Linked DNA regions of Mus musculus: all the other regions are linked to region 3. A link is a contact called in public HiChIP or PLAC-seq data. All regions are on one chromosome and are shown on one strand. Each heading gives the region's core, a stretch centred on a gene start, on an enhancer-like site or on the middle of the called end of the contact. The rest is flanking DNA. Distances are from core to core; before and after follow the strand shown. Region 1 overlaps Gm21123 (a long non-coding RNA gene). Region 2 has its middle 11 kb from the start of Gm21123. Region 3 has its middle 42 kb from the start of Wee1.

The links. HiChIP or PLAC-seq counts read pairs in DNA pulled down with a chosen protein or histone mark.
Region 1: a contact with region 3 is called in an H3K27ac HiChIP or PLAC-seq map of trophoblast stem cells, with 4 times the contacts expected there. The contact joins two enhancer-like sites. A contact is called at or near these places in 1 of 484 Hi-C or Micro-C datasets (bone marrow-derived macrophages), 9 of 115 datasets of contacts at active chromatin or transcription factors (bone marrow-derived macrophages, cardiomyocytes, embryonic stem cells and 3 more) and 1 of 9 other capture datasets (embryonic stem cells).
Region 2: a contact with region 3 is called in an H3K4me3 HiChIP or PLAC-seq map of bone marrow-derived macrophages, with 4 times the contacts expected there. The contact joins two enhancer-like sites. A contact is called at or near these places in 1 of 15 datasets of contacts at CTCF or cohesin (the NIH/3T3 cell line), 9 of 115 datasets of contacts at active chromatin or transcription factors (T-cell acute lymphoblastic leukemia, astrocytes, bone marrow-derived macrophages and 4 more) and 1 of 9 other capture datasets (embryonic stem cells).

Annotation. Positions count from the first base shown.
Region 1 is chr7:110,688,099-110,691,545 of GRCm38.p6, forward strand. Gm21123 (a long non-coding RNA gene) reads right to left here. Exons shown (of 4, transcript XR_140838.1): 4 at 2,065-3,111. Among named protein-coding and RNA genes, the nearest start is that of Gm21123, 9.9 kb to the right of the region's middle. Within about 2 kb of position 1,418, at least 136 of the 459 cell types and tissues checked have an H3K27ac peak or open chromatin away from gene starts, as enhancers often do. A contact at or near this core is called in trophoblast stem cells, where this site is marked.
Region 2 is chr7:110,709,213-110,712,515 of GRCm38.p6, forward strand. No RefSeq gene overlaps it. Among named protein-coding and RNA genes, the nearest start is that of Gm21123, 11 kb to the left of the region's middle. Within about 2 kb of position 1,584, at least 53 of the 459 cell types and tissues checked have an H3K27ac peak or open chromatin away from gene starts, as enhancers often do. A contact at or near this core is called in T-cell acute lymphoblastic leukemia and bone marrow-derived macrophages, where this site is marked.
Region 3 is chr7:110,161,943-110,165,608 of GRCm38.p6, forward strand. No RefSeq gene overlaps it. Among named protein-coding and RNA genes, the nearest start is that of Wee1, 42 kb to the left of the region's middle. RefSeq lists an enhancer at 867-3,666. Within about 2 kb of position 2,354, at least 301 of the 459 cell types and tissues checked have an H3K27ac peak or open chromatin away from gene starts, as enhancers often do. A contact at or near this core is called in T-cell acute lymphoblastic leukemia, bone marrow-derived macrophages and trophoblast stem cells, where this site is marked.

The sequences.
Region 1 (3,447 bases), core at 168-2,667, 530 kb after region 3:
TTCTTTTATTTCTTTCTCATTGTATTTTAATTTTAAATAAGATACTACCACTCTTTATTATGCCAAGAGATACTGGGATATCTAAAACAAACAAACAAACAAACAAACAAACAAACAGAAATGGATGTGGGTTTTTAGCTAACATTTTTCAGATAGTGAATCTGATGGCTTGAATACTGATGATTGGTATAAACCTGTATGTGTATGTGTGCAGTCATGTGTGTGCATGTGTGTGTGAATACACATGAAGGCCAGAGGCCAGCCTTCAGTGTCATTCCTTAAGCACCATCCACATTGTAATATTTTTTGTATTGTTATTATATTATGTATACGAGTGTTTTGCCTACATGTATTCCTCTGTACCGTGTGTGTGCCTGGTGTCTGAGAGGCCAGAAGAGGGCATCAGATCTCCTGGCACTTGAGTTAGAAATTGTTGTGAGCTGCCATGTGGGTACTGGGAATCATAACTGGGTCCTGTGGAAGAATAGCCAGTACTTTTAACTGCTGAGCCGTCTCTCCAGCCCCCATCTTGGTTTTTGACACGGGTCTCTCCCTGAGAGCTAGAGCTTGCCAATTAGGCTAAGCTAGCTGGTTATGGGTTCAGGGATCTGTTTGCATCTACTGTCCTCTCCCTCCGTATGCTTAAATCAATCTGCTCTTTTGCATAGTTGTTGGAGTTCCAACTCTGCTCCTCAAATTTGTGAAGCAAGAACTTACCAGCTGAGCCATCCAGCATCTCCTCCCTCTTTTGACATAAGATCTCATGGATCCCAGGCTGGCCTTGAACTTTCTATGTAGTAGAAGATGCTCTTGAACTTGTGATCATCCTGCCTCCACCTCTCAAGTGTTGGCCTGTGCTACCATGTTGGGTGCACGCAATGGTGGGGATCAAACCCAGGGCTTTGTGCATGGTAGGCGACCACTGCATCAACTGAACCACACCCCCAGCCCAAGCTGTTTAATTTTAGTCACCAGAGGAAGCCCCAACGTCACTACCGTGGCTGCTTCTTTTCCACATGTTTTATTGACCTTGTAAGTGTTGTTTTTTTTCTCCCTGTGTTGCTTCCTGTGTGTGCGCTATTCCTGACAGGTCTTGTTATCAGAGTTTTGATGAGCTCATAAAATAAATGGAATAGCTCTTATTTTTTTTTTTTCTTTATTTCCTTCCCATTAAATTCCTCTCTGCTCTCCTGAACTAGAGAAGCTGGACGAGTGCAGACACGCTCCAGGACCTTCAGTTGGTTCCTGGCTTCCTTCTTGCCTCTCACAGTGTTGTCTCTGGCATTTATGCCTCCCCTTGGGTCTGGATTCGCTGCCTGCTCTCTGGCATCTTTGCTTCAACCTGAACTGTCCTCTGAGTGAACCCAGGGGAGGGGATTTCCTTGCAGATGGAGGCTCTCCCCCAAGCCCCGCCCACTTCCTGCAGGAGTTCTCCCAGCTGGGCTTCCGCCTCTGGCTCTCTGCAGCCCTGGCCTGCCCCCTGGCCACCGTGTGTGTCCTGGTCGTGGCTTCTCATAAGCTACAAACAGGACCCACTTCCCTAGGTTCGCCGTTCAGGGATGTATTGAAGAGTCAAGAAGTTCCTGAGAGCAGCCGATTTGAAGGAATTGTTGCAAGGATGCACTGGGCTTGTTCCGGCTGTTTCCATGGCTGCTTCCGAAGAGAAAGATCACAGGGTAGACTCAAAGCAGGACTCCACCTACAAGGGAAATAGGAATTGGATGTCTACCCGCAGAGTTTGAGGGTCTGGTGTAGCCTGACTGTGCAGTTCTGCAATTCTTTTTCTTGCTTTTTGAAACAATTTGTATTATCCAGCATTTCTGTCCAGCTCTCAGTGAACAAAACCGGATGCTGAGGCCTGAGCCACGCACTTTGGTTCCTTTCGTTGGCACTCTAGGAAACTTTCCTTGCCATCTCTCTTGATGCCATCTAAAGCTAAGGCCACAGCATCTACAGTCTGACTGATTCGGAGTCTGAATCCTTCACGTGTCACTAATTGTGTGACTTTGGTCACACTGACTTGGAGGATGGAAAATGAAAGATCAGGGTTAGATGGTCCTGGTTCCCCTGATAGACAATGGATGTTTACTAGTCTGTGAGCGAGCACATAGAGGCCTTATGCCTGGACAATAACAAAATATGCTCTAACCACAGCAGCTAGGACATATGAGAACATGAACAAAACTGCACGCTCCTATGGAGTCTACAGCAAGACAAGATTGTGTTACAAGGCACATGTCACAACCACCCCCAGGTCCCTTGGGGAAGGCCTTCTGGGGAGATGGATGCTTTGGCCTGGATAAAAGAGACTGGGCCAAGTAGTGTGTGTAAGTACTTGAGATTCCTAGGAGTTGAGCATCTACTCAAAAGGGAGAGAATTGGAGTCAGCAGGTCTTCAGGCTGATGTGAGCTTGGCTTAACTGGGCCTACTAAGAACCAGGGTCAGTGGTCAGGGTAGGCCTAGAGGTTATAGCCCATCTCTGTGAAGTGGGTTGGGGGCTGCCTTTAAGGATCCCGGGGGACTGGGTGGTTCTCTGGAAGATGAAATTGGTGGAGCATGTGACCTCAAGTCCATGAACTCCTCAAGTCACCCTCACCATGGAGAGGTGAGGGTGGGGTGTTGGGTAAAGAGTGAGAAGAAGTAAAGGAGACCCCCAAACTTGAGGCAGAGTACTCAGGCGATCTTTAGTCTTTAGGCTGGCATGAGGAGGCTGTAGAGAATGACCAGGGAGAGGGAGTAACTGGCAACGTTTTCAGGAATTATTAATGAATTAGCACAGCCTTGCAGAAGTCTCCTCCTGCCCAGGATTTAAATCGCAAGCTCCACCCCTCCTTTGCCTCTCTGCAGTTTTGCTCTCTTAGGCTGAAGAGTCATGAGTCTTGTTTGCCAACTATTTCCAGCTTTCTCCTCTTCCAGGCACGTGACAGGATTGCTCTTCTTGGCTCCCTGTGGCTCGCTGGAGACAGAGTGACAATTTATGGCTGGTGGATTGTGCATGGGAGGGACATACATCATCCCCGGGCCAGAGTATTTCATCGCTAGTGCAGGGCCTTCCAGGACTCTCTTCCTGCCAGTGGTGTGGACGTCGTTCAAGATGGTGGCTGCTCTCGCTACAATAATCGAAACTGACCTCTAGTATGGACAGGGATGAGGAAAACACTGCTCTGCTGTTATAATGAGATTTCTATTCACAAAATGCCACTGCAGACCTGCGTCTCCTATCTATTCCCACAATCATACTGATTTTCTTTCTTAAAGGTTCTGGGCCTTCTAAGTGAATGTCTTTCTCTCTCCCTCCCCTCTCCCTTCTTCTGTCCCTCACTCCTTTCCTCCCTCTTTTTTTTTCCTCTTGCAGGTACATGTATAGATACACATGGGTGCCCCAAACTGAAGTCAGGTTTCTTCCTCAATTGGTCTCCACCTTATTAATTGTGACAGAGTCTCTC
Region 2 (3,303 bases), core at 334-2,833, 550 kb after region 3:
TAGAGCTACTCTTACCTCCAGTCTGGAGCCCATCTTGACCATAGCTCCATCTGTATTCCACTGGAAGACTCATTGTAAGGAGCACTGACTGAGTGCTCTCAAGTCCTCCGTACCTTGCTGTGAAAAGCATCCACCAGCCTGCTCTTGGCTATACCTTCCTGAATTCAGTCAGTTTGGGGCCCGATGTCCACCTGCAATCTTTGTGTCTGCTCCCTCTTAGGGGAGCAGCTTCTCCTGGCTCTATGACCCCAATTCTTTCTGTCACTTCTGCCAATTGGCCTGGCTGTCAGTATTAGTCACTTCGCTATCACTGTGAGCAATCCCCTGATAGAAGCAGCATATGGGAGAAGTTTACTTTGACTTGGTTCAGGGTTCAGTCCATCACAGCAAGGGAAACATGGTGGCTGAAGTACCTAGGCCATGGTGGTAGGAACTCACAGCACAGCTTGTTCACATCTCGGTACATCAGGAAATAGAGATCTTATGTACAGTGCAGGGCCCAAGAGGCTCATATCCACCAGCTAGGCTATGCGTACCAAAGATCTTATCACCTCCCTAAACAGCACTACCGGCTGGGAACCAAGTGTTCAAACCCCTGAGCCTGTGGGAGACATTTCAGTTTTAAACCACAGCACTGATATCAAACAGACATGCGCTTTGAAGAGTCTGCCCCCGCAGTTTGCAGCTGGGCTGGACTTGCAGCTCAGGTTCAGTGAGGCTCCTTCCACTCTCTTCCCCTCCATCCAGTCCTACATGCCTGTCCCATGAGTTCATTCTGTTTACTTCGTTATTTTTAACTTCACCATGAACACTGATGCTACGGTTTGATTCTAAAATGTCCTCTGTTGCTAAAATTCCTTTCAAGGGGAAGACGTAAGCAAAGTCCAACCTTCTCCTAAAACTAAGGTCCAAACAACAAACTGAGGCATCCCTCTGCCGAAGTTCACTCTGGGGGAAACCAATGAGAGTATTTGGCTTCCTTAGAGAACACGGGTAAGGGGTTACTTACAGGGGTATGGGTGCTCCTTCCCCAAGAGACCACACCTGAAAAGCCTTACCCAGTAGGGATGAGGGCTTTCCCAGAGCTGCACAAGTGGAGCCCTTCTCTCCTAGTGTCTCTCCTGCCCCCATATACTCTAGACCCTGCCAAGGATGTGTACAATTAAGGCAGCGGTGCACACAATAAGTAATAGCGAGTTGCTGGCTACACTTTGTGGCCCCTCCTACCTCTCTTTTCCTGGATGGTGTAAACATTCCACCAGTGCAGCTTGGCTAATCCTTAGATGGCAGTTGCTTGGCTCAAAAGATAGTCACTAACAGCACCCCTACAGGATCACAGTGTGAGTGCTTGCTCCCCAGATGCGCACACTACTTTGGAGCCTATGAAAGCTTTAGGAGCCGAGGCCTACCTGGCAGACGTGGGTCACTCAGGGTGGGCCTCTGCACTATTTTGTCACTGCGATGACATATCTGGCAAAAAAAAAAAAAAAAAAAACAAGCTAAGGGAGGAAGTGTTTACTTTGGATCACACTTTGAGGGGAAGTCCACGGCTGAGGGGAAGTAGCAGGAACATGAGGTGGCTGGTCACATGTCCATAGTCAGGAAGCAGAGATGAACAGTGGTGCTCACCACAGACCGTGGTATGGTGCTGCCCATAGTTAGGATAGGTCTTCCCTTTTTTGGTTAAACCGTTCTAGAAACATCTTTCTAGACACACTGAGAAGGGTGTTTCTAAGATGATTATAAGTATAGTTAAGTGGTCAGTGAGAGGGTTTAGTGGGTAAAGGGGCTTGCTGCCAAGCCTGAGGACCTGAGTTCAGTCTCTAGGACCCACATGGTGTAAGGAGAGAGCTGACTGCCACACGATGTCCTTTGGCCTCCATATATATGTGGTGACAGACATGCTTGCATGTGCATACACTTTTATATGAATAAATAAATGTACAAAGGAAACCCAGCTACATTAACAGTGAATATTAACCATTGTAACCTCTGAAGGTTATACCCTTGATTCCTGCTGCCCTGTAACCTCTGAAGGTTACCCATGATTCCTGCTGCCCTCTGCTTTCTAATCCACCTTGGTGTGAATGGTCTCTGACACATGTTTCCATATTGTCATGAACTGAGCCGTGCTATCATGCCTTTCCTACCACTCGGACTGAAGCCCTCTGAAACTGTGAGCCAAAATATAGCTTTCCTCCTTTAAGCTGCTTCGGTCCTGTATCCTGTCACAGAGAAATGAAAGTCTATATAAATGAAGTCACTAAAAACATTGTGCAAAGTCAAAGCTTCTATGCTTGTGTTCATTCTTCACTCCACTTTTAGAACATTTCTGTAATTGTAGCAGAACAACACAGTAGCAAGTGATGATTACAGTGATCAACTCACTCACTCCTGCACATAAGGCTAAGGTGTTCCTCCGTTAGGACAGTGAACACCATTTGTCTTAGTTTGTCTTCTGTTGCTGTGAGAAAACCTATGACCAAAAATAACTTGGTGGAAAAAAGCATTTTTCTTTCTACATTTTATAGTCCATCATTAAGGGACGCCAAGGAAGGATTCTAGAGACCAGAAGTAAAGCAGAAGTCAAAGAAGATCACTACTTACCGGATGGCTTCCGGGCTTCTATTCAGTTACCTTTCTTGTCTGATCTAAGACCACACACCCAAGAGTGGCACCACCCATAGTGGACAAGGCTGTCCTCCACAGATTAGCAATCAAGAAAATGCCCCACAGACATACCCATCTGATGGAGGCAATTCTTCAACTGAGGTTCCCTCTTCCCAGGTGTCTCTAGATTGTGTCAAGTTGACAGAAAGTGACCAGTACACCAATCTAGGAAGATGTGCATTGCTCCCAGATGCTCCTCTACCATAGTGTCTCCCTGTTCTTCTCTGTTTGGATCAAAGACCATCGATTCCACCTACCCTCTCACCAGTCTCTTCTACTTCCTTTTCCAGAGGAGGGGGTTTTCTAACAAAGGTGGGATCTCAGAAGAGAACCTTTCATGGGATCTTTACTTGGTACTAGATGATATGTAGTTCCATCTGGGCAGACACCATGCTGGCACACCTTCATTTGGCACAGACTTGAGGCTTCCATGTTTGACAATCAGAACTGGGCAAATGATGGCTGAGGTTTGATCGTCAAGAGTAGACACTCTCTACAGGGACACACACACTGCCTCAGTCAGCTGTGTGTGACTACCCACATGGCCCAGTCTTCCTGTTGGATGAGATCAGCATGGCCCTGACCTAACATGACAGTATCTCCTGGCTCCACTCCTTGGTCTTGGAGGTTCTT
Region 3 (3,666 bases), core at 1,104-3,603:
CCATTTCTCCAGCCCCTCCCCCCTTTTAAGATTTATTTATTTTTTATTTAAAGTACACTGTAGAAGGATGAAATGTTTTTTTGTTTGTTTGTTTTTTTGTTTTTGTTTGTTTGTTTGTTTTTTTGAGACAGGGTTTCTCTTTATAGCTCTGGCTGTCCTGGAGCTCACTTTGTAGACCAGGCTGGCCTCGAACTCAGAAATCCGCCTGCCTCTGCCTCCCGAGTGCTGGGATTAAAGGCGTGCACCACCACGCCCGGCTCCTGAAGGATGAAATCTTAATACTTAGTGTCTGACTCTAGCTTTGGAAGAGAGTTGGGTGAAGTGACACTTTTACAAAGTCACCTCCTTCTGAGGTTGTTTATATTAAATTTATTAAGGTAAAATTAGATATTTGACTATATCAGTTTAGCCTAATGAATTTATGATTGTTTTTCAAAGTACTATTGTATGCTCAGTTCACACAGAATCCGTGGGTGCTCTGCTGGGCGCGCACTCTCGCCTCAGGGCTATTTTAATATTTTCTGTTCCTTTCTGTTTCCTCCCTCAGGTTGAAGTAGACCTGTTGCTCATTTCCTTTGTCTCTTAGTTCAGATCTCATCTTATCGATTACCCCCTACCCTGCCTAACCAGATGCTAGTAGCATGTCTCATCTAGCACTGTTCTGAGCTTTCTCTCAGCCTTCTCTTATGGATCAAATCGCATGAGTTCTAGGCCAGTCTGGTCTCCACAGCAAGTTCCAGGCCAGCTAGGGCTACATAGTGAAACCCTGTTTCAAATAAAGAAAGTGTCCACAGACCTGCAATCTCTCAACTGAAGTTTTCTCTTCTCAGGTGACTCTGGTCAGCTGGAGGGCAGCAGGTTTTTGTTTGTTTGCTTTGCTTTTCCACTTTGTTTTGTTTATTTGTTGTGCTGCAGACCTACACCAGACTCTTAAGCATTATAACCCATCCCCCCAGGCAATTTCCTGTGTAGCTAGGGATGGCTGACTGGGAACACACTGTAGTTGTAGCTGTGCCTGATCTTAAACCCCTGATCTTCCTGCTGCCACTTTTCAATTAAGCTAAGTAGTTAAGAACACTCAGTTAACAACTGTTTGCAACTCCAGTTCCAGGGAATCCAGTGCCCTATTCTGGCCTATATAGCTCAAGAGTCTGTTTTTAAAATTATCATATCGTTAGGGGCTAGAGAGCTGATTCAGTTGCTAAGAGCACTGGCGGCTCAGTTTTCCCTATGACCCAGGTTCAATTCCCAGGGCTCACTTGGTAACGCACAACCATCTGTAACTCTGGTCTCAGAGGACTCTAACGCCCTCTCCTGCCTTTGGTGGGCACTGCATGCACATGGTGTACACATATACACATAAATAAAAATACAGGAGGGGAGAAAAAGTGGCAGTTTTGAACTCCTAATTACCTGCCCTACCTCTCAGATGGGCGGTGCTACCCACCCATCTTATTAGATTTGTTAGCGTTTTTTTTTTTCTTTTTTGTTTTTGTTTGTTGTTTGTTTTCTTTTGAGACAGAGTCTTGTTGTGCAGTTCAGGCTAGCCTCAAACTCACATTCTCTGATTTTGAGGTGCTAGATTACAGGCTATCACCAATATATCTGTTTTATGTAGGAGGCTGGCGGGGGGGGGGTTGTTTGGTTGTGAGTTTTTTTTTGTTTGTTTGTTTTGTTTTACACAGGGTTTCTCTGTGTAGTCCTGGCTGTCCTGGAACTTACTCTGTAGAACAGGGTGGCCTCGAACTCAGAAAGGTGACTGACTCCCAAGTGCTGACTGTAAGGGCACGTGCTACTACCACCCAGTTCTGGTTTGTTTTTCTGTATAAAGTTTTATTCATTTGAGATACTCTCAGCTTGAATTTTGTTGGAGACAGTTTTTCTCAGGCTATTATTATTACTTTTTAAAACTCTGTTTAGTGTTCATGGTTTTGAATTCCCTTGTAATATTTTGTTATTTAAAGCTGGAGAATTCCAATATTTATCCACAGATAAAACGTTTACTCTAATTGATATTGCGTGTCTTTGTCTTTAAAACATTTACCATTTTAATCCCTGAAAGTTCATTTGATGTCTGACTTGGAACTTAACATTTTTTACACCTCGAAGTTTTCATTCACTTCCTAGAGCAGCGCTCCTGCCGAAGCTGCTTACCTTACTGAGGTATTTGGAAATGTTACTTCATATCGACCTGATCAAGTTTCTCCACGTTTGCTCTGTCTCATGCCCTTACTGCCGTATTTGGAAATGTTACTTCATATCGGCCTGATCAAGTTTCTCTACGTTTGCTGTCTCATGCTTTTCAGTTGAACTCAGCTTCTATTTTTAACTTCAATTGAGCGGGGTTAAAAGGAACGTCTCGCCCCCTGCTGGCGCCCGTGGTCCCGGGAAGACCGGACAAAAGCCACCACGTGGCTCACATCCTGGGCTCAGTTTTCTTAGGAACCCAGAGCCCCATGCTTGCTAGGCAAGGGCCCCAACCCTGATCAACGCTTTAGCAGGCGTCCTTTTGCTCAAGTCTAGAGCGTCACTGGTGCCAACTCTCCAACACAGGGAGGAATTGGCTTTGCTTAATTTTGCTGCAGAGTGGGCTGGCCCTGCTAAATCCAGGGTACCGGGCACTTAACACTGTGAGGTCGCTGTGCGGAGCTAGACTCTGGGCGCTCCCGTTTTTTCCTCACCACCCAGGTGTCCATTTTCTCTTTGCCGCGACGTGCCTGCATCCTTTTCTGCCTTGGAATTATAATCGAAACACTCGGTTCAGTCGTGAGAAACATGTTTCATATATGCAACGGGTGCTCCGATGTTTCTACGACTAGCCTTAGGAGCCTAGAGTACGGTTTGGTGGTCAAAGTCATGATGAGAAGCAGAGGGTCTGAGGGGTCGGAGGGAAGGCACGATGAACAATATTAGAGAGCATTACTGGAGTTACCGAGGCTAGGCAGTCCGCTGGGTTATGCACTACACCCAAGAAGTCTGCGCCGCCCCGTGGTGCCAGTGCGCAGCCGCAGTCCCGTAGCGGGACCGAGCGTTCCCAGCAGAGGGCACTCACAGACAGGACATTCCGCAAGCTCTTCCTGGGTGACCCAGGGACTGCACCTGTGGCCTGGGTTTCCCTTGATCATGCCCTGACAACCCGCGTCTGGGAAATTCAGTCAGAATCAATCCAAGACCACAATTTAGAGACAGGTAAGCTTGACGGTGGTTGCAGCGTTTGGTGAAACAAAACGTCAAGACCAGCCTCTGCTACATAGAGAATCTGAGGCTATCCTGAGTTACAGTGAATCCTGTTTCAGAACAAATCCCTCAAAGTCCCATTGTCTCTCTGGCCTTGAAGCTCTTGAGCCCCGGATCTAGGATACTGCTTGTTGGACTAAAGGACTCACTAATCACCTTTCCCAACCCTGCCCAGGTATACCACCTCTAGTAAACAGACTTAACTAGTCTTTGAAGGCAGTAGTTCTTTTCAATGAATTCCTATTTATTTATTTTCTTATTTATCACCGTCTGTAAACAGGCTTTGAAGGCAGCATGTGTTATAAGATGTGTTTATTCAAGCCTACCAGGGGTCCTTAACCTGGGGGTTGACTCAAGTAGAACATTTTAGGATCCAGGGTTATTCATGAAACTGGGTGAGCTGTTTCAACTTTTAGGCAGACGTGCAGT